Regions from separate parts of the Triticum aestivum genome. Here region 1 is linked to region 2. A link is a contact called in public Hi-C data. All regions are on one chromosome and are shown on one strand. The core of a region is the stretch at or near the end of the contact, and the rest is flanking DNA. Distances in the headings are between cores, read along the strand shown.

What was found. A called contact is a pair of places that touch in the nucleus more often than the background predicts.
Region 1: a Hi-C map of leaf shows a contact between it and region 2, with 4 times the contacts expected there. The contact joins the promoter of LOC123145275 here to the promoter of LOC123145274 in region 2. A contact is called at or near these places in 2 of 5 Hi-C or Micro-C datasets (both in leaf).

What each region holds. Positions count from the first base shown.
Region 1 is chr6D:386,888,103-386,890,837 of IWGSC CS RefSeq v2.1, forward strand. LOC123145275 reads left to right here and starts at 1,333. Exons shown (of 4, transcript XM_044564648.1): 1 at 1,333-2,445; 2 at 2,522-2,602; 3 at 2,685-2,735. The coding sequence starts at 1,870. It overlaps LOC123145276 (1-aminocyclopropane-1-carboxylate oxidase homolog 4-like), which reads left to right and starts at 485. Exons shown (of 2, transcript XM_044564649.1): 1 at 485-1,327. The coding sequence starts at 494.
Region 2 is chr6D:386,723,532-386,726,231 of IWGSC CS RefSeq v2.1, forward strand. LOC123145274 (RNA-binding protein 24-B) reads left to right here and starts at 1,396. Exons shown (of 8, transcript XM_044564647.1): 1 at 1,396-1,798; 2 at 1,929-2,052; 3 at 2,400-2,532. The coding sequence starts at 1,553.

The sequences.
Region 1 (2,735 bases), core at 83-2,582, 160 kb after region 2:
TTTAGTTTGCAATTATCCATTGGTCTACTTGGTTTTGGATAATTTTACCATTTTCGATCCTCTTCATGAGTTGACGAAGTTTTTTTTATGGGTTCTTTGCATTGTTTAGTTTGCAATTACCCATTGTCTCCTTGGATTTGGATACTTTTACCATTTCTGATTCTCTTCGTTAGTTGATGAAGTTATTTAGGGGTTCTTTGCATTGCTTTGTTTGCAGTTGCATCAGAAGGCCGCAGAATTTTTTAAACTTGTTTTTGTGAGAAAAGAAGGCCGTAATTTGTTTTTTCAGACAAAGAAGGCCGTAAATGGATAGTCTCTGTTTGATCTCTGGCCCAGCTGGCTGCCATAATTTGGTCTGGCCCAATTCGTGTCGCTGGTCAAACTCTAGGGGCACGTCAGCTTCAAGGCACGTCAAAGGAGCTTGAGCCCGCTTCTCGCCTAGTACATCATCTCCGCTCGTCAAACTCAACGGGACGCACGCAACGCGACGACCATGGCCGCGTCCTCCCCGAAGTCCGACCGCGCGGCCCTCCTCAAGGCCTTCGACGAGGCCCGCACCGGCGTCCGCGGCCTCGTCGAGTCCGGCGTCTCCACCGTCCCCGACCTCTTCGTCCACCCCGACCCCTATGCCTCCGCCCCGCTTGCTCCCCCGGGCGTCTCCATCCCCGTCGTTGACCTTTCCCTCCCCGCGCACCTCGTAGCCGCCGCCACCGCGGCGGCCGCCCGCGACTGGGGCTTCTTCCACCTCGTTAACCACGAGGCCCTCGTCCCCTCAGGCCACCCCGCGAGGGCCCTCGCCGCGGTGCGCCCCTTCAACGAGCTCCCCGCCCCCGAGCGCGCCGCGCACTACGGCCGGGCCTTGGCCGGCGGGGTCAGCTACTCCTCGAACGTCGACCTGTTCCGGTCCCCCGCGGCGAGCTGGCGCGACACCGTCCAGGTGATGTTCGGGCCTACGCCGCCCAACGCCGAACGCATACCGTCGGTGTGCCGCTCTGAAGTCATCGAGTGGGAAGCGCACGCCGCCGCGGTGGCCCGCGCCGTGATGGCTCTGCTCTCCGAGGGGCTCGGGCTCGGGGGTGCGGCGCTGGAGGAGACCTCGTGCCTGGAGGGGAAGCTCATGGTCTGCCATTACTACCCGGTGTGCCCCGAGCCTGAGCGCACCATGGGCTTAGTCCCGCACACGGACCCCGGCGTGCTCACCGTCCTTGAGCAGGATGGCATTGGTGGTTTGCAGGTGAAGCACACCAATGGGGACGGGGAGAGCTTCTGGGTGGACGTGAAGCCTGAGCCGGGCGCGCTTGTGATCAATGTCGGGGACCTTTTACAGGTATAACGCACTCTGTCAGCGTCCAAATGCTCGTAACTGGATTCAGTTCTAAATAGTACAGTCCGCAACAACTTTGCTCAAGTTATATTTGAATTATCTAAAGCACGCATGCTACCAATTCAGCTCAATCCAGATGATTTAGAAACAGGAGGGGAAATTCTTGGTAGTGCGCGTCTCTTATGAAAACTGGAAAGGCAATGGTTTGAATTTCAGAAATGCTAGAAATCTGACGTTGTAATTTTAGGCTTGGTAAATCGAACGTTTTTCATGACAATTTATGTTGGCGCGAGGATGGTAATTTGAACCAATTGCTTGAATTTTGATACTTCCTCTGTCCTTTGATGTTGAAACATATGTATCTAGACATATTTCAGTGCTAGATACATCCGTTTGAGCGTCAATTAATATGGGGCGGATGAAATACTTTACAGGTCAACGCAATTCAACTCAACATTTCACTTGAGTTGGATATGATGTCGTATTAGGGGTAGATAGTAAGCGGGAATAGTCAATGGATTATTGCTTTCAGGATCACATTAATAATGGATCTGGACCAGTTTCATAATATCATCACTGCATGGGCTGCTTTTTGCATGGTTCAAGGGGCTGGTCAGAAGGTTTTCAAGGTGTTGTCAATGAACCATTCATATATTGTTGATTTGAACTGTGAGAGTTGTGACTGCAAAAGATGGGAGCTGTCTGGGATTCCATGTCATCATGCCATAGCTTGTGCTAGAGAGGAGAGGATAGATCCTGAGAGCCTGGTGCATGAATGCTACTCTGTAGCTACTTACAAAAAAGCTTATAGTTTCAATATCAAGCCGATGAGGGACCAAGAGCATTGGACAAGGATGGAAGGAGTGGATGTGTACCCACCTGTGTACACCAAGGTGATGGGTAGACCAAGGAGAAATAGAAAGAAAGATCCAGAAGAGAAGCTTGACAAGGAAGGGGGCAAGAAACTGACTAAACATGGTGTAAGCATGCACTGTTCTGTTTGTGGAGCAGCAAATCACAACAAGAAAGGTCATCAGAAGTGGGCAGAAACAAATAGAGAGGCACCAGTAGCTACAGATGATGATTCAGAAGAGGAGTTTGATGATCCATCCATAATTTCAGTAAGTTAAATATGTCCTGCTTCACATTGTGACAGAAGTTTATCAATTATGCAACTGCGATTTGTTATATTTGCAGAACATCATGCCACACACAATTCATCCATCTATGGATCCAACTCAAACACCAGGATCAATGGTTTACCTCATGCAGCAAATGGTAAACTTTAGAACCGGTTATTTTTATATTTCAGGCCTCTTTATATTTAACTCTACTCTCAAACATTGTTTGCAATATACAGGAGAGGATGTCATATCAACCAGTCATGGACCATGGTCCTCTTCCTGAATCT
Region 2 (2,700 bases), core at 146-2,645:
GAGGATGCCACAGAGTACCGCAGCATTGTGGGTGGACTGCAGTACTTGCTCATTACTCGACCAGACATATCATTTGCAGTTAACCGTGTGTGCCAGTATCTTCATACACCACGTGATTCTCACTGGTCAGCTGTTAAGCGCATCTTGCGTTATGTTCGTCACACTGGTTCATATGGTCTCCATCTTCAGCCTGCGCGTTCTGGACTGATCTCAGCATTTTCTGATGTCGACTGGGCTGGTTGTCCTGATGATCGGCGATCCACGGGGGGACATGCTGTGTTCTTTGGGCCTAACTTGATCGCCTGGCAAGCTCGCAAGCAAGCTACGGTGTCTCGGAGTAGTACCGAAGCTGAGTACAAAGCTGTTGCTAATGCCACAGCTGAGATCATGTGGGTGCAGTCATTGCTTTGAGAGTTGAAGGTCTCCCCAACTCAGCCGCCTGTTCTTTGGTGTGATAACATCGGTGCAACATACCTTTCATCCAATCCAGTATTTCATGCCCGAACGAAGCACATCGAAGTTGACTATCATTTTGTGAGGGAACGTGTTGCTCAGAAGCTCCTTCAGATTAAGTTTGTTTCTTCGAAGGATCAGCTTGCTGATATTTTCACTAAACCCTTGCCCTTGCCTTCTTTTGAAGGATGTCGTCGCAATCTTAACCTTCTGAGTGTTTCAGGACATAGTTAAGATTGAGGGAGGGTGTTAGACTAAGTATATATTAGATATACGTGTTGTAACATAACTGTATTTGTACGGTTCCCTCTTATAAATATATGACAGCCGTACCCACCAAGGGTATCGAGCATTGTTCCAAACCCTAATCTGTTTAACAGTCTCCAGCGGATCTATCTTTGGTGGATTTGCTCGGATCTGTTCGTCGTTTGCCTTCGTTCGTGTGTCTTCAGGTTGGATTCTTTTGATCTACATCCTTCATTTGTGGCGGGTGCTGTTCTGGTGCGCTGGTTCTATGGGGCCTTAGCACGACGACTTCCCAACTGTCTACTACAACAACGTTTGTCCGGCTCCGGCGAGGGAGGGGCGATGACAGCGGCGTGCCTTCAGCTCGCTTCAGTGCTTATAGTCGTCGCTAAGTGCTCTACGGATCTTGATGTAATTTTTATTATGTCTAGTATTCGCTATACTATCATAATTGAAGATGAATATATCGGAAGTTTTTCCAAAAAAGAAGAGTTCGAGGATGAATAATATACTCATAAAAAAATTGATGCTACTGTACCGCATCTGAATTTCGCGATCAGCCGAGCCGCGTTTTCCATTCGAAAAAGTCTGAGTCGTTGGCTCATCTTTGTGAGCTGTGGGTCCCCGGAGCAGTAGCAGGGGAGGAGGCGCCAACCGGACGCCAAAACCCCGCCCCCGCCCCAATCACAACCCACTTTCCCCTCGTCGTCCCCACTTTTTTTTCTCCCACTCCGCCCCCGATTCTCCCCAATCCCCTCTCGCCGCCGCCAGGAGGCAGCACCGGAATCGCGGCGACCGAAGATCCCCTCCGACCCACGCCAAGGAATCCCGCCGATCCGCTCGCGCCTCCCGGATGGCCCTGCACCAGCACCACGCGGGGTCGGCGTCCGGGTCGGCGTCGGCGTCCAGCTCCAGCTCGGGGCTGCACCTGCCCGCCTCGCCCTTCGGGGACACCACCCACACCAAGCTCTTCGTCGGGGGCCTCGCCTGGGAGACCACCAGCGAGAGGCTCCGCCGCTTCTACGAGCGCTTCGGGGACATCCTCGAGGCCGTCGTCATCACCGACCGCCACTCCGGCCGCTCCAAAGGATACGGCTTCGTCAGTGCCCGCCCCTCCTCCTCCTCCTCCACTGTTTCGCTGCTGTCGAATTCTGGTTCCACCTGTTAGTCTTCCTGGAAGCGCTGTAGCAGTGCTGGATTGTTTACGAGTTTCATGGTCGTCTCCGCAGGTGACGTTCCGCGATGCCGAGGCGGCCACCAAGGCCTGCGAGGAACCGTCGCCGGTCATCGATGGCAGGCGGGCCAACTGTAACCTGGCGTCGCTAGGTCGCGCCCAGCCTTCCACACCCCTCGGTATTATTCTCTTCTAATACTACCTATTTGGACTAGCTTGTACGCTCATTTTGAGACCACTTTATCGAAGTGCTATTGTTTGCAAGTTAATGTAGCATAGTTGTTGCTTACTGATGCTGTCTCGTGCAGCCTAAATCAATTAGGTCTACCATGAGTCTTCCCTAGCAAAAGTTATAACATGAGTAAATTCAAATAACCCCCATCATTTTTCAACAAAGAAATAACCCCCATCATGTTGCAAAGCAAATCAACAATTCAACTATGGGTAGGAAAAGGCTAGGGTTTGCTTACCAAAAGGTTGTTTATGTGGTATATGCACGTGTTCTGAAAACATGCATTCTATATAGGGCGGCCACGATCAGCTGGCTCCTACTTTGGTGTTCCTGTCCCAAGGGGCATTTATGTAGGTGGTTATGGTCAGCACCGACCCCTTCCGCTTGGGTACTACCAGTACCAGGGATTTCCGGTTCCACAATACAGGTAAGATGATTTCCAGAACATACAATACAACTTTTTTTTTTTTTGACAAACACACATTACAACTTGTTTTAAAACGCAAGCTTTAAGAAAATTCAGTGGGTTGACGATGTATCGATGATGCTATCAAACTGGCATATAAGACGACGTATTTAGAAGTTCCATCTTGTT